2 separate regions of the Podarcis muralis genome follow, and region 1 is linked to region 2. The links are chromatin contacts, called in public Hi-C maps. All regions are on one chromosome and are shown on one strand. Each heading gives the region's core, a stretch centred on a gene start, on an enhancer-like site or on the middle of the called end of the contact. The rest is flanking DNA. Distances are from core to core; before and after follow the strand shown. Region 1 holds the start of DENND2A (DENN domain containing 2A). Region 2 holds the start of SLC37A3 (solute carrier family 37 member 3).

Region 1 (5,757 bases), core at 1,637-4,136, 140 kb before region 2:
GGAAGGTTTTATTTTGAAGTATGCTAGAAAAGTAGAATAATCTTACCACTGGTTATCAGTGGGGTAGAAAATACCCAGCAGCTGTGTTTACAATGGCACACTGTGCATTGTGCAATGCCTATGTGCTTGTGTGTTTGGAGACAATATATATATATTCCTTCCCTACTCAGAGATTTCAGTTGCAATCCTGAACACATTTAACCAGGAATAATTTAGCCATGGCGAAGACAAATACATAGGAGAGTGAGATCAAAACAGGCATGATGTTAAACCCCAAAGCTTGCAGTTTCCAACATTCTTAAAACAAAATGCAGTCTTAGGCTGAAATCCTGTTCCCACTTACATTGACTTAAATACTTCCAAGTCACTTCTGAGTAGACATGTATAGGATGGTGTTAGATTCTGCCAGGTGCAAAGCCGATTTCAGGTTGCGCTGAGGTCTGGTGTTCCCCTATCAGGGATGACGGGAGTGTGTTCAGCAACGACTGGAGGGTCAAAGGCTCCCCACAGCTGTGCAAGGGCGACAAAGCCCATTAAACTACTTTAATGGCATAAGCCTAAAGTTCTATTATAAGCTAGAATCTCTCCTGCAGAAGAGTGATAGGCTGAAAGCACCCTGTATTGAATAGAAGTACTGTACAGTATCCTGGAGTTGTGACTAGTTCCAGTAGATGGCGATCATAGAACCTTATGTAGGGTTTGATATGTCATTAAGCCCCAGCAGAAGTATAGTAACAGCACTGGTGCTTTATCTTCAGTTTGTGAAGATCAGTAGGACAGCGTCACTCCTAGCCAATTGTTTCCATGCCAGAAGCCTTGATTTAGGGAAGGGAGGAATGCAGAAGAAATGCAGAAGAGCCCGATGCCTTTAACATTGCTAAAATTAGTTAATTGTTTAATTAATTCAATTTAATCAATGAGGCAGGAAACAGTACAATTCAAGCCACAGGTTTCAGGATTGAATTTACTGATAAGCTGTAATTTGGCACTTTCATATTGGAGTCTCCCTTTTTATTTTTTTGAAATAATTTGTATTAAAAGATTTCTATGAACTACAAAGAATGTGCAATCTCTCTCTCTCTCTCTCTCAGATTATAAAGTCTTTTGGTTGCGTTCAATGAAAAATGTAAAACAATATGATATCCAAAGGTAGGGGAAGAGGGCAGAGGACAAAGGGTGGGTGGTCAACTTACACATTATCTTGCCATTTTGTCAGCTTGGTATATATGTGGGGGTTTTAGGTCAGTGCCAATCCCTTCTGAAGTTCAGTTGTTCAGGTTGGCAACAAAGGGCACTTGGAGGTGAAAAGTTACCCTACTGGTTCTTGAATAATTTCATTTTCTGAAAGGTTGTGGCATAATAAATTTAAGACTTCAAGGTACAACAAGACACTTCCCCACCCCCAAACCTTCTTGACTGCAATAGGAACCTAGGAAGCTGTCATTGGCCCATTGAACTTAGTATTGTTGACACGGGCTGGCAGTGGTTGTTTCAAGCAGGAGTTTCTCTCAGCCCTACCTGCAGACACCTGGGACCTTTTGCATCTGCTCTATCCCCAGGTTAGGCCAACATGGCTGCCCATTGCAATGTTAGTTTTTATGACATTGTACGGTAGGCTATGACCCCAAAGGTGGCATGTAAATGATTTTATAGATGAATACCCTAGTGGAAATTATAACCAGAGAGATGGAGTATGCGAGAGAGATGAGGTGCTGTGTATTTAAAGCCCCCCCCCCCCAATCCTTAGAACTGAAGTTTATCCTGCACAGAGCTACAATCCCAAACCGCTTTTACTAGCTATAGTTCCCAGGATTCTTTGCGGGATGGGTGGCAAATGTGTTTTAAATGCATGGTGTCTGTGCCGCCAGAGACAGTGAGAAAACCACTTAACGCATTTTGTAACGGAACCACATTAATTGTAGTGTTTTCTAACTGCCTGTATTCACCTAATCAAAAATATGGGGATGCCGTCTCGCTGCTTGGCAGGATATCACCACCAGCTTTCCAAATGGTTATATGTACCTTGTGATGAATTACAGCTTGGCAAATGGCAATCTGATATGTTTATCCAGGAAGGGACCTGGAATATATCAAGAGTGCACCACTTTTAAGATCTCTTCCCAGTAAACCACCAGCGCAATTCCCCAATATCTCCAGGGCGCGTTGCCCCTCATCTCCCCACCCCCACCCCAAGAAATCTGGGCATGCTTCCATTTCTGTGGAGCCACAGTCCTTATGCCATACATAAACAGTTCCTGAAGAAATGAATTATTTCACTCCTCTTATGGCTGTGTGTGTGTGTGTGTGTGTGTGTGTGTGTGTGTGTGTTTACGGCTATATATGTGGCTACATCATTTTCAAGGTAAATAATCTGAGAATAAGTGTTCTCCAGCATGGATCTTTAGCAGCAGGGGAAACATTAATTTTGATAAAAGTCCTCTGAGCAACTTTGCAAAGCAGCTTTGGCTTGGGATGCACTTGAAACGTGATAATAATAGTAATAAATTGGTTTTTTATGATTTTTTTTATGGCAGAAGTGGAGGAACTGAAACGGATAGCCCCCTTCCGTAGTTCCCCACCACACCCTGACCCCCAAATGTTGTCCCCCAGCAGGTCCTGTTTGCGGCCCTCCCCACCCCGTAAATCCTCGAGTATTTTGGGTTGCCATGGCAATGCGGCCTGCTCTTCAGCCAGCTGCAGATTAGCTCACTGGGAAAGAGTCAGGATGGGTCAGGCTAGGGAAGGGTGGGAAGAAAGACACAGGAGGAGGAGAAAAGAAAAGAGGGGGAGGGGAAAAAGAAAGGAGGTGGTATTAGGATTTGGAGGGGGAAGGAAGAGAGAGACCGCCATAAAGTCAGGAAAAGAAGCGGTCGGGATGGGGGGCGGGGAGAAAAGCAGCTGATGGGTTTTTTTTGAGGGGGGGGGAGAGAATTGCAGCAGCGACAGCAAGAGGAGGGAAAGGGAAACTTGGGAAGATTTCGCCGTGGAAGAAGCTGATCCTTTCTAATGGAGCAGACGGGGTTGCAAAGAGAGAGGGAAATCCTTTAAAAATCCGTGAGGGGGCTCTGTTAACAAAAGGGAGGAACTACGGCGGGGGCGAGCAGAGCAGAGCAAAGGGAACTATGCAAGCAGAGGCTGCTTCGGTCGCTGCTGCTGTTGCTGCTGCTGCTGGAGTCGCCAGGCTGGAGTTTCCCAAGATGAGAACAGAAGGCAGATGGGGGGACAGGCCGGCTACTGCCATTGAGCAAGGTAGGTAGGCGGGGGGGGGGGTTTCTTTTTTTAGGGGGGGGGGTCTGGCTTCATGTGCCAAATCCTGCAGCTTGTGGTGGGAGGGGGGTAGGGGAAGGCTCTGTCTTGGGATCCCTTCAAGGTTTGCGCGGTGGGGGGAGGGGATCTGCTTGTGCAAAATGACCGGGTCGCTTTTGGCTTGCGGGGGGGGGGGAGGTGACACCCCGTGGTTAGTTGGTGTGGTGGTGGGCGGGCAGGACGGTGGTGTGGGGCAGGAGCCCCCTTCAGCAGGAAGGCACTGCTCCCCACTCTCCGCAGCTGGGCTGGCGGACCGCATGGGGAACTACAGTACAGTACGTGAAGAAATGCATGTGAGCATCCGAAGAACACCCCTTTTTGCGAAGATCCTTAAATCCAGAGGGTTTTTTTTAAAAAAAGTAGTGCCTAACTGCACCGCTGCTGCCCGTAGTTGACTAATGGTCTCTAAGCTTTTGGCTTAGAAGAGGAGGATCGAAAAGGAGGAGAGCGGGTCGGGTTGCCCTCTGGAAATCTGCGCGTGAATTCCTAGTGGCGGGATCGTTTGGAAGTGATCTGCAGGGTTATCCATTGGGATTTATGGAGACCTGGCGGTATTCTGACTCGCTTGAAGGCGGGAGACGTTTCCACAGTGGAGAAAGGGTGACTTATTGCGAAAAGCTGTGAATCGTCATGGAAATGGCTACCTCAAAAGCACGGGTTTCAAAATGCCACAGAATCTTGTTGGATTACCCCCCCCCCGCCCCCATCAAAGAAGGGAAAGTCTCCTTACCAAATCCACAGGCTTGGCTAAGAGGAATTGTGTGGGTCACACCAGTTGGGCGTGGGGAAACCCTCCTCCCTTTTCGGCTACATTTTCGGTGCTCTTAGGAATGCAGATAAAACTTTCTGGCATAAAAGCTGCTGAGTTTGCCTTTCCGTTTTCAGGAGCAGCAGATAAAAGGTTCATCCTAGCTGATTCCAGGTCTGTTCAATCTTACTGCAGTGTGCTTTAGTTTTATTAACTTTTAAACCCTATTTAGAGAATTGAGTCCAATTAGATGTTTCATATCACACTGTTCTGTAAGGTTTTTTTCTCTTTCGATGGAAGGTAAACTGAAGTGATGAGTAAATCCTTGCATGGAAATAATCCATCTTCTCTCCGTTCATCTTGTTAAAAAGAGAGAGGCTTGGCGAAGGTCTTCACAAGCCTGCTATAAAAAATAGGGATAACTTGTTTTTTTAAAAAAAGATTGTAAAAAAATAATGGGGGGACTGCAGGAAAAAACCTCAAGTGTAATTCACTAGGTTTTAAAAAACGGAATGGTTGTGTAATAACCCCCAAATTTCTCAATTCACTTGGAAAGCAAAGTTACACCCTGGGATTGATGAACAGTTTGTACAATGCCATTTTAACTTCCTGGCGTAGGGCCCATCCATCCAATCTCTTCCCCTCCATCCCCCCCCCCCCCCAAAAAATACACATTTCTTCTAAGGACGACACCAGAACTTGCTGTAGTTCAGTGGACAATGCTCTAATTTTACACAAATGGATTGTTTAGTCTCCAAGTTAATCCATGGCCATTCCTACCATTGGACAATGTGAGGTGACCTGCCTCAAGCAGGTTTTGTACAGTATTGTTTTAAAGGGCAGCAAAATATCATTTTGTTCATTTTTAAAATAAATTATACAATTTATTTTTTACCATGGAGGCATACCTTGGATCTTCTGCCCCCAAGTGACTCGGTGTTTAGAGTAGAGTAATCTGTGGCCTTTAGATCCAACCACAGTATGGGATCAATTGACTACCATAGAGGGGAGTGGGATTGTATGGCTGTAAAGTATTTTACCCACTCAAAAAAAAATTAAAAAAAAAAATTACGCATGTATATAGTAGCAAATGGCACATTTCCATTGTCTAGAAAATTGCGACGGTGGTGCTTGCATCACAACAGAGCTTCGTCTTGGATGTAGCTATGAAATGTTCCATATTTTTTTGAGAAGCTTTAAATTTCCAGCACCAGATTCCAAAGTGGAACAACTGAGACAGACACATTTTTTTCTGCCCAAATTATAGAGAGGGAAAGTAGTAATAATTTTGTTTTGGGGTGGGGCAGGGGGTCTCTTGGAGCTGAGGGCTGTAGTAGTGGCTGATTTTCATCCTTCTCATAGTATAAACTTCAATCCAAAGTCAACACAATATCATATTCCCTTAATCTTAACATACATGCTTGGTGCTTTTTGGCAAGCTGGAAATGAACATTGCTTCTCATTGGTGGCACTAGATAATTGATGGGTGTGACTGAACTTAGTTACTATTACTTTTTTAAATATCCATGTGCTGTACAAATTGAAGGAAAAAGAAGAAACTCCTCTGTGTGTGCGTTCTGAATAATCTTCAATAGTTGTTTCAACATGGGGCATATACTATGAAATATTTTCCGTGGCACTTGGGATTTGGTTGTGGTTGGTAAGCCCATTAGCTTCCCAGCTAATTGTGCCCTTTAAATGAT
Region 2 (6,166 bases), core at 3,633-6,132:
GAAAATAAAATCAACAGAAAGCATCCATAAAAACATGAACAAATACCAATCAGTTGAAAAGGGAAAAATCATATTGCAAAGTCATTTTGAAGTAATACATTATTCAAAAGACATCTGCAAGAAGGGAACGATGGTTGCTGCCAAACCTCCAGTGGCAGGGTGTCCCACAGGGCCTGCTGAACCAAAGGCTTGGTCAACCAAACCAGAGGAGCGTGAGGAAGCACCTGGAGTGGCCCAACAGAGAGCTCACTGATCAAGATGGAGCATAAGGAGACAGCCCTTGAGGTACTTTGGTCCCTAGTTGTTATTGTTATTTGCAGCTACTGTTAAAGACAATGGAAAAATTCGCCTAACTACTGAGTGGCAAAGGAGTGTGTGGAGTGTGCTAGAGTGCTTTCATTCTACCTCCAGCAGGGCAGGTTTTCGTAATGACAGGGTTTCAAGTGGCAGCCTGGCTCTGTCCAGTTCAGCCCCATCTTGTTTAGTAATAAACTTGTAAAGGCCACTGGAGCAGCGTAACAGGGAAATCATAGGTTTAAAGCTGAAGCTGGCAATGTAGCCTGCAATCCTATCAGGGCTGGCCCTGCCATTAGGCAGAGAGAGGCAATCATCTCAGGCGGTAAATGCTGATGCACAGCAGAAGGCAGCCTGCCCCGCTAGCTTCATTCTGAGCCCCTCAGCCATTCCTCATTGTCAAAATCAGAAAAACCTTGCTTTCTCCATTGTTTCTCATTCAGACATCTTTCCATCCATGGCTGAAGACCTTAATTTCCCGAGCTCTCATGTCCTCCTCTAACCCTTAATTAATTACGCTCAACTTTTCAGCATTTCCTACCCACTTACTGAACAAAAAGCAAAACACCAGCATAACACTGGACTACACTTCAGGGTTGTCGTACACTACTCTAACTCCCCCTTGCCCTGCAGCGAAGTGGGAGTAGCAGCATTGGGCAACCCACTCTCTCCATTTAAATCCCATTCAACACACATTTAAAACACATGCCTTTCCCAAAAACTACACTCCCCAAGATGCTTTGGGGGGATCCATACAGTTGATATGTGTGCTGAATGGGCTTTGAAGGGATGGTGTGCATTTGTTGTCAGCCCACAGCTCCAATATGGGTATAATAATAACAACAGACATCATCTGCATTGGCAGGGTAAACTTTAATCCTGCTGCCTGTTATCTTTTGAACTGGAGGTGTTGGGTGTTCTGCATGATGTGCCTACATAAATCTGGGGCCAGGACAAAACAGAGTGATATGCAGTAGATTTGCAAGGGTTTCTGTCTCCCAGTTGTTTAGCAATGGCAAACAAAGGTCTAAAATGCTGTGTCATTTTTCTTTTTCTTTTATATGCAGGTCATTCTAGCACAAGGATTTTAAAATGCAGCTAGTTTTCAAATTATTGGGTTGGGGTGGGCAGATGGGGGTCCCACTCTCTTAGGTACTGTGTACAAGCGGGGAATTGGGCAGAAGTTGTGGTGATCAGGGTTGAGGCTTGTGGATTTCATAAAGGCCCTTCTACTTCTCCCCACACCACCCCAAATAATTAGAGCATTGGATGCACTCGGCAGGTAGCTCATCCCCCTAAATCACCACTTTATACCTAGTTGCCCCAGCTGACCCCAAACCGCCATTTTGCACCCTCACAGTTGCTTCACCTCAGGGGTTTTTTTTATAGTAAAAACTAACACAGATCACACAAGCCTGAGATCTACTTCTACCTATGCTAGATGAATCACCCGATAGCATGGAGCAACCTCTTTATCATGACACTCTTGAGAAAGCACGATCCATATAATCCACAGTACTGAGAGGTCAGCTTTTGCTGGGAGAAAAATTAGAACAAGTAGGCACTGTCTTGTCAGCACTACTGTCACAAAGAAGCTATTCTCTCATGGTGAGCAGATATCTTTTTACACCCAAGGACAACAGGTAGAAAGTGTGCATTTATAAGTCATTAGGACCGGCATGAGCGGCAGAGAGAAAGAGCAGTTTTTCCAGCCCACACACTCCTGTATTTTCCCTTCCTCGGTTTATCAGTAACAAAGAGAAACCTTTCTTTCCAGCGCCTGCCCCCTTGCAGAACTGCTTCCTCGTTATCACAGCGAGCGTAACTTCGAAGCCACCATCAGTTCCCCTTTCCACAATTCCTCCTTTCAACTCTTGCTCCAGCAAAAAATTCCCTTCCTCAGACCACAGAAGGGACAGTCATTGCTCAATGCAGTAAAACATTAAAACCCTCTGCAATATCTTAAAGCAGTAGTAAACCTCGACACCAACTTTTGTTCACCTGTTGTTCACCCTTTTCTCTTACCTGCACGGCCAGGTATAGCTCTCTTTGTATTCCCCTCCCACCTTTCCTGGGCTTGCTTGCAGCCTGATGGGAAATGTAGTTCTACAAGTTCAACGTCTTCAGGCTATTCTGTTTATAAAATGAATCTTACCCAGCTCAGTCCTTGAGCTTTTCTTTAACTACTTCGTTGAAGCACCAACCCCCAGAGAAGCACTCGTATACAGCTGTATATGAAAGCCACTTCCTAACTCAGTGCAAAGGAAGTGTTGTATTTCTCTGAATGACATGAATGCTGGAAAGTGAATCATTGTCAGGCAGTCATAAAGAAACCAACAGCAACATTCTGCACTTGGCCACTAAGAGGTAAGTGCCACTGTTTTTCAAGGGATGGGGAAGCTTACCCCTAGGTAAGTGGATCCAATACAGTGGTACCTCGGGTTAAGTACTTAATTCGTTCTGGAGGTCTGTTCTTCACCTGAAGCACCACTTTAGCTCATGGGGCCTACTGCTGCTGCCGCGCTGCCAGAGCACGATTTCTGTTCTCAACCTGAAGCAAAGTTCTTAACCCGAGGTACTATTTCTGGGTTAGCGGAGTCTGTAACCTGAAGCGTATGTAACCTGAAGCGTATGTAATCCGAGGTACCACTGTATAGGACTGCAGCCTTGGGCATTTGCAGGATTGCACTACACAAAGAGTTTAAGTCTGCACAACTTTCTGAAACAGGATCAAAAGTGAGAAGCCACTTGTGTTGAAAGTAAAAAGGTAAAGGTAAAGGTACCCCTGCCCATACGGGCCAGTCTTGACAGACTCTAGGACTGTGCGCCCATCTCACTCTAGAGGCCGGGGGCCAGCGCTGTCCGGAGACACTTCCGGGTCACGTGGCCAGCGTGACATCGCTGCTCTGGCGAGCCAGAGCCGCACACGGAAACGCCGTTTACCTTCCCGCTAGAAAGCGGTCCCTATTTATCTACTTGCACCCGGGAGTGCTTTCGAACTGCTAGGTTGGCAGGTGCTGGGACCGAACAACGTGTTGAGAGTACAGAGAAGTAAAGCACAGGCCTGATATCTTAAAAGAAAAAACTCAACTTCCTCGTTAATTATCCAGTCCAATCCTATACATGTTGAGTCAGAATTGCTATTGTAGTCAGTAGCATGTGCTTTCAGGTCCATAGAGCCTTGCTTTGGTAACGATGCTTCTTGCATTATTAAGCCTAATTTACTACTAACATCAAATATGCATCTGGTTTGGCTATACATTTAAGAATAACAATATTCCCCCTGCAAACTGCACTGAGAATTTTTCTCCCACAGCAGTCAAGTAACCGATACAGGTCTCTAGACTCCAAGAGAGAAGCAAGCTGTCAAATAATTAATAAGTTATGCAGAAGAGAACCATTGTTCAAATCTAGCAGCAGAAAGAAACTATGATATCCACCTTTTCTTCCTGCTCTGCAAATTCTGTGGGTTTTTCCTCATACACCTATGGGCTATGCCTACTGAGGTTCTCACTATCTAAAAATGGACTGAAGCTCTGTCAGGTGGAGGCTGGAGCCATTCCTTTTGCTGCATGTCCATGTCAGGAAAAAGCTGTGCCAGTTGAAATTCTGCCTTTCATATCACTGTTAGGAGCACAGAAGCCTTGCAGGGGTGGGGGAATGGGACTGTGGTATCCCCCTAGGATGAGCTGTTTAATCTCAAAAGGTAAAATCCCTTCTAGCGCAATAACTGCAGAAACCGGTAAGAGGTTTGTGTGTGTGTGTTTTTAACAGTCCATTCACTGGCTCCATTTCCACTCCTATTGGTAAAGATTTCTGTGCAACTGGAAAGTTTGCACCTCTCAGAGATGCATAGCAGAAGGCAGGCATTCCACAGGTAGAGATGCAGAGATGGAGACTACTTTAAATGTTGTGAGGATCCTATGCTCTTAAATGGAGGGTGTGTGTGTGTTATTGGGTTGTTGTTTTTATTTTGATTATGTATTTTGCGGTTTTATATTTTTATCGTATTCTGTGAACCGCCCTGAGACCTCCGGGTATACGGCAGTAAATAAATTCAATCAATAATAATAATAATAACAATAACAACAACAACTTGGTGGATTTCTAAGTGATAGGCAGCTACTGAAACGCACAGCAGTTTTTAAAAGTTTGTTGGAAATATATCTCTTATTAAATGCCTATTCTTACTCCCGGGTAAATGAGCAAGATTTGGCGAGGCGCCCTCGCCCTCCCAGCTTCTGGACAGTGGCAAAACGACGGCCCGATCCTATGCATGTTTACTCTGAAGTCAGTCGTCTTCAGTTCAACGGGGTTTGAGATGGTGGTGGTTGTTTTGTAGTTAATCGCTGCTTTGCTCCCCGAAGGAAACAGGCAAAGGCTTTTCCAGCCTCGCAGGGGCACTGCGCGGCCCGATCCCACGACGCCACAACGCAGCCCATCGAAAGCAACTTAGTGAGCTGCCGGCTCCGGCGGCAGCAGCTTCACCGCCGCCCTCGCGAGCTTAAGAAGCACGAGGCAGCAGGGAGGAGAAGGAGGACTACGACTCCCAGAGTGCACCGCGACGGCGAGGTGGGCGGGGCCGCGGCCCGAGCTGGCGAGGGAGCGGGAGAGGTGGCGCGCGAGCGGCGCCGGCTCGGAAGAGGAGGCTCTCACGTGACTTCCTGGAAGTTGCCTTGGAAATGCGGGCAGGTGAGCGGTGTTTACGTGGAGGCTCCCGGGGGCTGCGAGGAGGGAAGGGAAGGAGCCCCGGCGTGGTCGGGGGACGAGGGCTGGGGAAGGCGAGGGAGGCAGGGGCGGCTCAAGCCCACGCTCACGGCCGGGTTTGCGAGGTTTCTTGAGTCATTGTCCTTGAATGTGATTTTTAAAAATTATTATTATTATTCGAAAGCAAGGAGGAAAGACTCCTGCTTTCGGGTCAGGCCGGATTCAGACGTGCCCTGGGACACGCGGGTCCGCCTTGCCGTGGCTTCAGCGGGAAATGGCCCGAAGCTGCTGTTGCTTGTTGTGCTGGCCCTGGGTGCCTTTTAACCTCCTGCCACGTAGCCGTTTGAGCAGGTGGAGTCCTATTTCCTTGTCGGGACTAGGTTTGCAAGGCATGCTAAGGTTAAGGAGGGAATGCTGCTCTGGAGGCATGTGAGTTAAAAGCCGGAGGAAAGCAAACAAGTCTGGGATTTCTGTATTTATTCTCGAATTAAACAGACAAAAGAGGGTTTTTAGCCTAAGCCTGGTCAAGTTGTAATCCCGCCAGCAATTTACAAGTGTTTCGGTTGGTGTTGGGCATTTATTTCAAGGGAATGTTTTCTGTTATTTGGAATGCTGCTGCTCTTGAGTGGCGAGGAAGCAAGAGTACCTCAAGTATTTCCTGGCAAAAAGGGGCAGCTAATTCTTGGGGTGCTTTAAGACATGTCCAGTCAGTCTTATCAATCAGATCTTTGTTCCCAGATGGGACCAGGATCATTTTGGGGGATATTAGCTACTTGCTGGCACCAATCTGGTTCAAGTAATAGTACGGAGATTGGAGGTGCACCGCAGGCCTTTGTGGTTCCTTTCTGCTGCCAACTTCCCTCTTTTGTATGAATTCCTGCCTCCCTTCTTCGGCTTGCTGTAACCATAGTTTGGTTCTTTTGTTATTTTTCCATGCAGTCACCCCTTGTCTTGTGTAGTATTTTGTCTGATGAAGAACTTGCCACCCTAAAAAAACAAAAAACTTTTTGGTAGTTTCCAATAAAGGTAATGCCACTCTGTGGATTTAATAGTTAAGTTCTGCATTGGGGGCTAACTGCAGTGAAGACAACCCGAGACATTGGTTTGCAAGCTGGTACCAAACCATTATTTTACTTAATGGATTGGAAGCAATCCTGTTAGCTTT

What was found. Hi-C and Micro-C count contacts between places; a contact is called where the count stands out from the background.
Region 1: a contact with region 2 is called in a Hi-C map of tail, with 3 times the contacts expected there. The contact joins the promoter of DENND2A here to the promoter of SLC37A3 in region 2. A contact is called at or near these places in 2 of 3 Hi-C or Micro-C datasets (blood and tail).

The regions. Positions count from the first base shown.
Region 1 is chr10:54,738,884-54,744,640 of rPodMur119.hap1.1, reverse strand. It overlaps DENND2A (DENN domain containing 2A), which reads left to right and starts at 2,886. Exons shown (of 20, transcript XM_077935056.1): 1 at 2,886-3,253.
Region 2 is chr10:54,597,048-54,603,213 of rPodMur119.hap1.1, reverse strand. It overlaps SLC37A3 (solute carrier family 37 member 3), which reads left to right and starts at 4,882. Exons shown (of 15, transcript XM_028747145.2): 1 at 4,882-4,986. RAB19 (RAB19, member RAS oncogene family) reads right to left here and starts at 4,779. Exons shown (of 4, transcript XM_028747150.2): 1 at 4,579-4,779.